Linked DNA regions of Mus musculus: regions 1 and 2 are each linked to region 3. A link is a contact called in public Hi-C data. All regions are on one chromosome and are shown on one strand. The core of a region is the stretch at or near the end of the contact, and the rest is flanking DNA. Distances in the headings are between cores, read along the strand shown.

Region 1 (3,901 bases), core at 454-2,953, 300 kb after region 3:
TGTCAGCCTGAGTTTAAATCCTAAGGTGTTGTTACACCATCTCTCAGGAGATCCCACAAGTGCCTGTAACTGCAGCATCGTGGGGAAGACAAAACAATCACTGGGGCTGGCGAGGCTCTCAATCCAGCTCCAGGTCCAGACAGAAACCCTGTCTCAAGGGGATAAGCCAAAGCAGGACACCCGTCATCTTCCTTTTGCCTCCATATGCACACAAAGGTGCACACATGATAAAAACCAAGCTGAATGGCACCTGAGGAATAGCACCCAAAGTTGACATCAGATCTCCACATAAATACGCTTACACATGCACATATGCTTAAATATAGATGTGTGTCTGCACACAAACACACACATGCCCCTGTGCACACCCACACACATACTCGCTGAAAAAACAAAAACAAAACAACAAAAAAACCAAAGCAAATGTTAGTTTAAGTTCTTCAATCCTAGCTCTCCCACTTGGGTAAATCTAAACCGTTTGCCAATGACATCCCAAGCTGCCTTTCTATTGTCTACACCAGAGAGATGATAATCTATCTTGCTGCAGAGCCATTAAGAGGACTGAATAGGAATGGACCAAGGAGACACTTTGTTTAGCACTTGGAACATAGTAGATGCTCAGTGAACCTGTTTCCTTCCCCAGGAATATCTGGGGCAAGCCTTCAGTGGAGAGTTCACTGTGGTCAATTCAGCTATTCATATTCTCCCAACTGTGGTAAAATTATAGATCTGAAAAATCTCTTTGTAGATCAATTTCTCTGATTCTATTGAGTTATAGAGAAGCAGCCCACACACTGAAGCAAGAGGGAAGAAGGAAGGCTGCAGATGGGGTTGTTTTTAATTGGCCATGAGGAAGAATTGTTGAGCTATAGTCAATGTTCATCACCAATTTCTTCAGGAAGACTGTCATAACCAAACAGTCTATACTCACACATGCTGGTGGGAGCAAGTGAGTCCTAGGCTACAGGGGAGGCTGTTCTCATAGGTTGTATAAAACACAGACAGTTTTTAATTTAATATTTTCCCAGAGGTCTTTAAAAATGTTGGGTGTGTTTTAGAAATCCCAGAGTTAATGTTTGCCACTTTATAGAAGGCTATCATTTTTTTTGTTTGCTTATGTTCAAACACTAATCAAGTGACATGTTTAAGGTCTGAGCCAAGAGCCCAGGAGCTTATTAAGAAAAAGTCCAGAGGGGAGTGTTGGCAAATGCCTGAGTGTGGAAATAGGGTGACATTTAAGAATCCCGGAGTGAGATGAAGAAGGAATGAGATACATGAAGCCCTGTGGAGTAAGTGAGGAATAGAAATCTGAGTAGCTGAGAATGAGCTTAGCTGGATAGGAAGGGGGAGGGGAGAGGCCTGGGAGAGGTACACCAAAGGTCAAGGGCCAAATGTCAAAGGGCAGGAAGCACAGAGGACTGAGTGTACAGAAAATAGGATCGAGAGCCAGGTGCCCTCAAGTCCATCTCTAACACACACACACACACACACACACACACACACACACGGTTAGTGGGGAGGAGGGAGGGAAAGACAGAAGGAGGGGGAGGGAAATGGAGGAAGAAGAAGTGGGAGGGAGGGAGGGAGGGAGGGAGGGAGGGAGGGAGGGAGGGAGGGAGGGAGATGGGGAGAGAGAGAGAGAGATCTGTCTGTCAGGGGTTCCAGCTAAGCATGTTTGCTTTAGATCAGCTCCACAACAACCTCAGACCTTAGTCCCTCTGTCCTCTGGCCAGTTGTCCAATACTCACGTGTGTGTCCCCACATCAGTTTCTATAAACCTTGTTTTTCAACGCTATAAGAATAGCTCTGTATTTACTCTCTCGTGCCTATCCGCCGTGTTTTTGTGTTGGCTAGTATTGATTGGCAAAATTTACAGGCGCCTAGGAGACAAACCTCTAGGTGTACCTACGAGGAAGTTAATAGACTCTGTTAATAGAGAAGGGAAGTCCTACCCTAACCAGATCCATGAGCCAAGCTCCTGAAAGCCGAGCACCAGCAGCCATCTCTTCTCAGACTACGTGCGTGATTTTACCAACTGCCTCCCGCCACTCCTACTGTCGTGACTGCACGGCCATCCATAATGGGCAGTACCTAGAATTTATGGCGGCAAATAAATCCTTCCTTCTTGAAGTTGCTAGTGTCGAGCACTTCATCATAGCACCAAGAGAGGTAACTAATACAGTCTTTCATCTGGCAGGTCCCACACGGGCTTCAATTTTAACTGCTCACAGCGTTATGGCACATTTAGGGGACAGAGCATAGCTGGTACAGGTAAGCCACTAGGTTCTAATGTAATCCTCACTTTAATGCTGGGCCACAACGCAAGAGGTCTGCACCACAGATCTTGCCACCATGAGTTCTGTCGTGACTCCCCCGCTATGCTCCATCAAGCAAACCGCTGAGGCAAAATAAGCCCTTTCTCCCCCAAGCTGTTTCTGTCAGGGATTTTGATTAAAGTAGCCATGAGCATTGTCTCTCTACTGATGTCTGGGCCCTTGTAGGCTCATCGGAGAAACAGAAGTGGAAACTGGTGTAGAAAGAAACCTCTTACGCTGGTATTTACGCTGGTGTTCTTCCTGTCCATCCTGGTCTCACCCCTCTCCTGGGCCCTCCTGAGTCCCCCTCCTTGCCTTCCACCTTAATCTTTGTGTTCAGTCCATCTAGATTCAGGGGGCACAAAGTGGATAGCACCATTCCCTTTAGATCCCATGACTCTCCATAAGAGGAACAAAGTTGCAAGTCCTCACTAGGACTCGGGAGGCAGAGGATTCAATTCCCCTCTAGCCTAGCCTTTATACTCTGCCCCAACTTGAACTCCACATTTGAGCATCCTCAGAGGTACTGTTCCTAAAGTCCAGCCTAGCTCTGGAGCTTTAACCCAACCAATATGTTATAGACAACTGAGTTGTTATGTTAAGCTGCATCTCTGCCACTATCTATGCCCTATGTCTGGTTGGCCTGACATATTGGACACACTATTAAAATGACATTTCAGTAGATTATCTCATGTTACATGATACATGCCCATGCTGGTATATCTTCCATCTGAACTCAAACTATATCAGACTCACTTTGGGGACTCTGGTCCTCCACTGGGGCTCTGCAGTGTGGGGAGGTGAAGGCTACATTGTCACTCCCTGTTAGTATAGCTTGGATTGTAAGAATGGCCATCATCATCCCTTCCCCGAGGGCTACTTTCCTCCTTTCCTCTCCTTACAACTCTTCATCCCCAGCAAGTGAGTCCATGGCCTCTGCAGAAGTGGACCACTCAGTTCTAGGTAAAGGTCCGTCTTTCAGGGTCTCTCTCAGAACTGCTACTTCAATTTGATTAAAGCAAGTGGTTACCACAGGTCACCTCAGGCTTCTCAGTTCTTTACAAGCGGACCTTCTGCTGTGGCCACCTTCCCTCCAGCTGCCTGCCCTGCCTCATCTCATCCCAGGCCTGGAGAGGACTTGGAAGTCAGAAGTTGGGTGTATCCCCTGTTCTCTTGGGTGTTTTGTATCAATTCTTTTCACTTCTTGTTCTTGAACCCTTCTGTCTTAGTCAGGGTTCCTATTGCTGCACAGACATCATGACCAAGAAGCAAGTTGGAGAGAAAAGGATTTATTCAGCTTACATTTCCACATTGCTGTTCATCACCGAAGGTAGTCAGGACTGGAACTCAAGCAGGTCAGGAAGCAGGAGCTGATGCAGAGGCCATGGAGGAATGTCCCTTACTGGCTTGCTTCCACTAGTTTGCTCAGCTTGCTTTCTTATAAAACTTAGAACTACCAGCCTAGGGATGGTGCCACCCACAATGGGCCCTCCCCCTTGATCACTAACTGAGAAAATACCTTACAGCTGGATCTCATGGAGGTATCTCCCCAACTGAAGCTCCTTTCTCTGTGATAACTCCAGCTT
Region 2 (3,991 bases), core at 753-3,252, 380 kb after region 3:
AGCATGGAAACCTGAGTTCTTCGTGTAAAAGCCAAGCCTGGTAGCACATACCTGTGACCCAGGGCATGTAGGGGAGAGAGACAGGAAGATCCAGAAGGCTCATTGGCCAACTAGTCTCTTCCTAGTGTTTCTGCCAGATTCAATGAGAGATGTGCACCCCCAAAAGGTAAAATGCGGATGGGGGGCTGGAGCAATGACTCTGCACTTTAAAACATTTACTTAATCGTTGTTCTTACAGAGAACCTGAGTTCAGTTCCTAGCATCCACATCAGGCATCTCAGGTAACTCCAGCTCCAGGGAATCCAATGCTCTCTTGTAGCTTCTGTGGATACCTGAACTCAGAAGGCACACACACACACACACACACACGGGGACACACACACACACACACACACACACACTTACACATAAATAAAACGATATATATATATGTATATATATGTGTGTGTGTGTGTGTGTGTGTGTGTGTGTGTGTGTGTGTGTGTGTATGTGGAGATTAGTAACAGAGGAAGATACTTAACATCAATCCCTGACTTCCAGAAACAACAGAATAAATAAACATGAACACACATACACACACATACACACACACTGGTAGAAGAAGAAGGAGAAGGAGAAGGAGAAGGAGAAGGAGAAGGAGAAGGAGAAGGAGAAGGAGAAGGAGAAGGAGAAGGAGAAGAAGAAGAAGAAGAAGAAGAAGAAGAAGAAGAAGAAGAAGAAGAAGAAGAAGAAGAAGAAGAAGAAGAAGAAGAAAGAAGAAGAAGAAGAAGAAAAGAAGAAAGAGAGGAGGAAGAGGAAGAAGAAGAAAGAAGGATGAAGAGGAGGAGGAGAAGAGGAAGAGGAGGAGGAGGAAGGAGGAGGAGGGAGGAAGAGGAGGAGGAAGAAGGAGAAGGGAGAGGAGGAGGGAGGAGAATAAGGAGAAGGAGAAAGAGAAGGAGAAAAGGAAGGCAGCTCCCAGGGAACATCACCAGAGTGTGAAACAAGAACCCGAAGTTATGCATGAATATACACAAGACATACCCCACCTATCCATTCACCCATCAAAATAAACACATACAGTAACAAGGAGAAAAGGCCAGGAGAAGACAAAGCAAGTCAACATGTCAGCATGATCTCCCCCACTTCCTTCCTGAGCGCCTTCCTGGGCCCCCTGAGGCTGTCCCAGTAGCTCTCTGGGGGAAGCTGGGTATCTTCACAGAGGACTTCACCACAGGCAAGCATTTGGCAAGGGTTGACGTGTTCTTATCTAAGTTGACACCCTGACTCTGGGTCTCTGGGCTAAAAGATACTCATCAGAAGCATGTGGCACTTTCAGTGAAACCAAGGGAAGATGATCTATTTACTTTAGCCCTGAGAGCATCACTGTTAAACACTACTATCTATCTACCTATCTATCTATCTATCTATCTATCTATCTATCTATCTATCTATCTATCTATCTATCTATCTGTCTATCTACCTACCTATCTATCTATCTATCTATCTATCTATCATCTATCTATCTACCTACCTATATATCTTTCTATCTACCTATCTATCTATCTATCTATCTATCTATCTATCTACCTACCTACCTATCTATCTATCTATCTATCATCTATCTATCTACCTACCTATATATCTTTCTATCTATCTATCTATCTATCTTTCTTTCTTTCTTTCTTTCTTTCTATCTATCTATCTATCTTTCTTTCTATCTATCTATCTATCTATCTATCTATCTATTGGTTATAACTCTTAAAAATAGAAACAAAAGGAAATGTGCCCTAGGGGAGGCTCGGGGACTGCTGGGACTGCTGGGACCTTTGGAACTTTGTGTGTGGGGTTCCAGGCAGGGCTGAAGGGGCCAGGTTGCGGGGACAGCAAATGGGCTCAGAGAGGCAAGAACAAAAGCCCAGAGAGATGACCTCACCCCAGTAACAAAGCTGCAGGCTGGCCCTCTCCTAGGCTGCCTCAGTTTGGTGCCAGCTTTTGTGACTACAGCTTAGCCGTTTACACGGCTGCTGTGCAAAAGCACTGTCGTGTTCATTAACTCATTTGATCCCTTAACTCTGGGCAGCCAGGCAGGGCAGGACTTATTCAATCCCTTCAGCCAAAGGAGAAGATAGAAGTCCAGCTTGCAAATCACAGTGACCCTGGCAGGTCACCCACTCCGCCCCCCACCCCCACCATTCGGTCATCCTCTGCCAACGCTTTCCCTAGCTTCAAAATAAAATGACACTATTTGCTAATACTTACTGAGAACTTATTCAATAACAAACAGACTGACATGTCTGCAACATGACATAAATTGACTGACCCTCTTGATAACGCCATGGTGGCATGTATTCATTTCCAGTACCTGTGGCAAATTACCAAAAAGAGAGTAGCTTTAAAGAGAAATGTGTGAGATTCCTAGAAACCAGAGATCTATCCTTAGTGTTTCTGGGGTCTTTTTGGAGGCTCCAGAGAAAAACAGTTCTTTCTCTTTTTGTACTTTTGGTGGCTTCTGGCATGCCTGGCACGTCGTTGCAACATCACCCCCAATCTCCTAAGAATCTCTTGCCCGTCTTCACACTCCCTTCTCCTCCCTGAGCCTTGAGGAATCCACTTTGCTGACTTCTTTTATAAGGTCCCTTTGAACCCCATCGGCCCACCAGTAATCCAAAATAATTAATTACGTTCTATCTTAAAACCCTTAATCACTCTACAAAGATTCATTTTTTTCCAAATAAATGAACATTTGAGGGCTCTAGGGGATGGGATAGAGGCTTATTCAGAGAGGACCTATTCAGCCTATCGCAAATAAGTGATATTCGATGCCCATTTCTTTTTCTCAGAAATGACACTGAGGCCAGGAGAGAACACACAGGTCTGGGGTCAGGAGATGCTGCCAGTGTAAATGACACTAAGCGTCAAATCTGGATGCTGGTGACATAGTTGATGGTAGTGCTCTCCTCACGTGCCAAAGAGAAGGGAGATCTCATCAAAGAAACAAACTAAAAGACAACTCTAAGAGAGCCATGCCCTTTCCCCAGACCTAAGATTCACAGTGCCTGCTGGTGTGGGGCCCAGAACATCAGCCTTGGTTCTAAGCTTATCTCACTCTGGATCGAAGTTAGCCACATCTGATGGGTTCTCGTCCAGATGGTTCTCCTCAGAGCCATCTTGAGGTAGGTACAGCTGGCCATCACATTAGCCTATTCCAGTCAGGTGCTTTGCTCAATAAAACCTCAGAGAGCAATCTCCATCCTGGTGGAAATGGCCGGGGAGGGGCTGGGGATTCCAGATCGCCAATGGAAGAGCGGCAGCGTCTGACTGAAATCCTATAGCCATCCTAGAACCAAACAGGTCACAAGCCAAGGGCAGATGTTTGCACCCAACTACAAATAGATATGAGTGGCCTGAGATGCGTGAGGGGGGGGGGGAGGGGAGGAGGGAGGAGTTTCCAAAAAGGATCTGCTCTGACTAGGGAATGGCCCTGAATCAAACACAATCATATCAGCCCTGGCCCGTGAGTGCCTCGTTCTCCAAGTGGGGGAGGTCAGACAGCAGAAGACCCAGTGTGAGAAGGAGCACCACAGCCACAGGGGAGGAGGACCAGGAGCAAGTCAAGGGCGTGGTGGTAAAGAAGAGAAATAATTACTCCATGGGGTGCCTCTTGTCCCTTGGTGGAGGACAAGGCAACAACACTAAGAACTAACGAGCCACAGGAACACCCAGCACTGCCTCCCTCCAAAAAAACCCTTCTAAAATCTTAAGAAATCTCCTTCATGACCATACTAAGTAATGGAGGCAACACCAAAGAATTGACTGACACCCAGAGGTCACTCCTAGGCTCAGCCATTTAATCAAAGGATCCCCTTTCAGGACTGAAGACAACAGAGTCCTTGCTGGCCTCCAGGGTAACAGGGGGCATTGTTGAGCCAGGAGACTAAATCCTTAAGCCACACATTTGTGTTCTGGTTCTTAAGGCAGAAGATGGGGACAAATCACAAACTCTGGTTTCTCA
Region 3 (3,791 bases), core at 851-3,350:
TTCCCAGTCACCTCTGTGACACTCAGAGGCCCCTGTAGACTTATAAAAGCTCAGCTTTGCTGGCCTCGTCCCTAGTTTCTCTTGTGTGAATACACACGTGTATGTTGAAGCCAGAGGACAGCCTCAGCTGTCCTTTAAGTGTCATCCACCTGGCATGGTCACTCATTAGCCTGGAACGTGCCTTGTAGACTACGCTGGCTGTCCACCAGGCCCCAGGGATCCACCTTTCTCTGTCTCCCCATTCTCCCAGTCTTCATCTCAGCTTTCTCATTCAGAGAGTCCACAGAGGGCAGGGTGAGTGGGGTGCGGTGTGTATCAACTGCATTTTGAACGTGTTTCTGGGCAATACTGTAGATCTCATCTGGAGAACCCCATGGCAGGATCCCTGGCTTTTCTGTTCACAGAGAAAGACTTCAAGTCCTTGCTGAAAATGTTGAATAAAGATAGGATTAACAGACAAATATGTCCTGGTGGCAAGGAAACCTTTGGCACTGGCCTGGAGCACAAAGCGTGGTCAGCACCCTCCCCACTAACTATCTCCCTCCTATCAGCTATCCTTGGCCAGGTTGGGGGGACCCGACCCAGTTCTATGTAGACTTTTGCAGCTCTTGGAGACACACATGGCCACAGAGATAGTCAGTGGCTTTGTAGTGTACATCTAGATATCTGGGACTTGGCTTCAGTTAAAAGGTCTTCTATCTGCACTAATTATTCCAACACAGAAGTGACTCAAGTAAGACCAAGTAGCATATTAGGAAGCCTCCTTGCCTGCAACCAGATACCAGATTGGGAGGTTCTGTATTCTAATTGTGCCTTTAACTCCAACAGGATACATGCATCTCTTTTCCCTCTTTGTTGTGAGCATCCTAAACTGAGTTATCTTTGACTATGAAGTAAGGGATGAGGTCGCTTGATTGTCTCAGAGCTAGATGCCCAGTCGCTGCTTATTAAATGCTCATTAGGACAGGATAAGTACAATTAGAAGGTCAGAGATGACTGCTAACACCTGCCCAGCAGGGGAGCAAAACCAGTTTCCCAACTCAAAAGAGAGTAACCTGGAAGCAGCCAGTCCTGAAAAGCTTGTTTGCAGCACTCAAGTCTCAGCTGTAGCTATAGTCTGCCTACAGTGTTTGCTATGTCTTTATTTCTCCATTCTCCCTGAAGGCACAGACTGACACCTTGTAGATATGCCCTACGTAGATGGTCCCTCTGAGCACAGTATAATGAGTGGGAGATTTGATGGGTGAAGAGGGCAGACAGTGCTGCCTGGTTTTGATTTACTGGGTTTTGTTGGATTGTGAGAAATCCTGAAGAAGTGTTACAGCAGGCTTGCAAGGATCCCAGTTCTGTGTGCTCTGAGACTCCAGCTTTGCTCCCTCATAGGCATAAGAAGGCTACTGTCATGTTAGCCATTTCAGGCATAAGGGGATGGACAGATGGGCTGGATCTGCTCCATTTTCTTCTAGGAAAATGAACCCATTTCTTAGAGGACACTCCCTCTAATAGAAGCATGTCCTTTCTCTCTCATTGGCAGTTGTGTCTGTTAATTACCACAGTCACAAGAGGATCTGAGTGAGCCAGCATGGACCCAGGGACTGATGTGAACAAAATTAAAACATGAATAAGAAACAAGAGAGTAGGTTTGTTTCCAGGGGGTATCCACATCCACCCAGTAGCTGTGTTGGGAGCCACTCTGGATTGGATTCCATTGCAAAACCTCTTGGCCATTTAGCAGTGGCTTGGCTTGCCTGCTCAGGCTTTCCGGATGCCCTTGTTCTCACAGCCTTAGCAGCAGTCCTCTCTGATACCTCTAGGGACATTTGTGAGGGTTCCATGACATCACACATGGATTCCCCAGCACCGTCAGACACAGGGCAAGTGAGGCAAGTGTCTCTGCAGAGCCTGCACTTAGGTTAGCAGGAGGAGTGACAACATGCTTCCTTAGAGTCCATGTGCCCCTGGGCCTCAGAACAGGGTGCTATGCCCTTCCCAGTGCCCTGTTGAAAACCCAGGAAAAAGCACCTGATGTCCCTGTGGTCAGTACAGCTCAGGGCCCCTTAGGCCTTTAGTGTTCCCGGGACTTTGCTCATCTCTGTGGACAGATCTGAAAGCCCTCCAGACAGGGTGATCACATCGTGGCTGACCTTTAGCCTCAAGAGCATAAACCCTTCTGGTGTCTTGTTTTTCTCAGTCAGAGGCCATGTTGCCAGCTCCCAGCTCACTCACGTGGGCAGGCTCAGTGCCAACTGCTGTCCCAGAACGAGGACGGACAGGAACTAATGACTCCCCAATTGATATGTAACTTGCCCTAATATTGAACCTGGCCCCGTGGTTAGTGATTCTCATGGCAAGGTAAATGATTGGTCTGTGCTGCCTTTCGCCCCCATTTGACTCTTCCTGGGTCTAAACCCCGGTTCTGAACTCTGACATACAGGAGCCCTCTGTGTGGTATGGCAGGGAAAACACTTCTGAAGACACTTCTGAAGCTCAGTGGGCCTGGTGGCCAATTTTACCATGCGTCTCTAGAATCCCTATGGTAGTCTAGCTGCCCTTCGTTAAACATAACCGAAGCTCTGCGACCTCACGATCTCACCTTGTTGGAAATGAAACTATGTCATACTGCTCCTGGGAATTACTGATAATAATAGTTGAAATTAATATTCATTGGACACACAGTGTGTGTTAGAGTACAAGTGTTCGGTTTATTCCTTCTTTCTCCATTACTAACACCCACACATCTGCTAAGCTCTGTACACAGCCCTGTGGTTACAACAACAGAGTCCCTGCCCTTTGTGGGATAGACTGTCATTAGGTCTAATCGTCAGAGATGTGAGAATACTAATTATTATCAGGACAAATACTGTTAGTATTTACTACACAGTGAGGGCATATTTCAACACTCATGGCCACCTTCGTCCTGAGTGCACGCTCTCTTCAGCAGCTGAAGATCAGAGTTAACGTAACGCATCCGAGGTCACACAGCTGGGGAGAGTCCTGGGTGGGAATGGAATTCCCTCCTGGCTTACTCCCGAGCTCAATCTCTCAACACCAGAGCTGGGTTGTATCCAAGCAAATCCCACTTCTGCCTCTTAACACCCTGTAGATACAGGCAAGGTTTTGCTCTCTGGACTCTGTTTCTTGATCTGTAAATTGCGTTTTCAATTACCCATTTCACAGGGTGCTCCAGAGAAGTGACGAGTTGAGTGTGAATGTGATTGGGAGAGGCGTGGTACCAACAGATCACCTACCATGCCTTGGGAGAGCCTGTGAGTTTGCACACTGCACTGTAAGAACGTTGAATGGAGCCCCACCAGAGCTGGAGAAGAGACAGCCATGCTAAAGCTGGATGGAGAGATTAAAACCTTACAGATGGAAGGAAGAAGAAGGTAGGAGAGACCCTTCTCATAACTGCCCCAGAGGCTGGCAGGCATAAGCAGCTGAGAGTAACACACTAGTGGTCGTCTTGGACAATGGGGAAGGGGGGACAATCGTGTGGATGTGGAGGAAGCAGAAGCCCAGAGTTCTGCAGAGCAGAGTGAGTGCCCTAAGGGTGATGGGAGATGCTAGAGAACAGGATACAGATAAGAGGCTCATTCCTTGCCCAAGAATGTAACCTTCTAGAACCATAGCAGGTCTAGGCAGAGAGAAACCTTTCTTGTTGAGAGATGAGGTATCACTTCCTCTTCTTCCTCTCCCTTCTGTCCCCCTCTTCCATTCTTCTCATTCCTTTCTCTTCCCTTCTCCCTTCCTGCTCTTCTCTTCCTCTTCCTCATCCTCTTCTCTCCCCTCTC

What was found. A called contact is a pair of places that touch in the nucleus more often than the background predicts.
Region 1: a contact with region 3 is called in a Hi-C map of liver, with 2.9 times the contacts expected there. The contact joins two enhancer-like sites. A contact is called at or near these places in 2 of 484 Hi-C or Micro-C datasets (both in liver) and 3 of 115 datasets of contacts at active chromatin or transcription factors (hepatocytes, kidney and liver).
Region 2: a Hi-C map of liver shows a contact between it and region 3, with 2.5 times the contacts expected there. The contact joins two enhancer-like sites. A contact is called at or near these places in 5 of 484 Hi-C or Micro-C datasets (bone marrow-derived macrophages and liver) and 2 of 115 datasets of contacts at active chromatin or transcription factors (hepatocytes and kidney).

What each region holds. Positions count from the first base shown.
Region 1 is chr8:116,282,793-116,286,693 of GRCm38.p6, forward strand. All of the region lies in intron 2 of Gm31278 (a long non-coding RNA gene), which reads right to left. Among named protein-coding and RNA genes, the nearest start is that of Gm31278, 68 kb to the right of the region's middle. Within about 2 kb of position 1,704, at least 2 of the 459 cell types and tissues checked have an H3K27ac peak or open chromatin away from gene starts, as enhancers often do. A contact at or near this core is called in hepatocytes and liver, where this site is marked.
Region 2 is chr8:116,365,734-116,369,724 of GRCm38.p6, forward strand. No RefSeq gene overlaps it. Among named protein-coding and RNA genes, the nearest start is that of Gm31278, 15 kb to the left of the region's middle. Within about 2 kb of position 2,003, at least 26 of the 459 cell types and tissues checked have an H3K27ac peak or open chromatin away from gene starts, as enhancers often do. A contact at or near this core is called in hepatocytes and liver, where this site is marked.
Region 3 is chr8:115,981,456-115,985,246 of GRCm38.p6, forward strand. No RefSeq gene overlaps it. Among named protein-coding and RNA genes, the nearest start is that of Gm31164, 77 kb to the left of the region's middle. Within about 2 kb of position 2,101, at least 13 of the 459 cell types and tissues checked have an H3K27ac peak or open chromatin away from gene starts, as enhancers often do. A contact at or near this core is called in hepatocytes and liver, where this site is marked.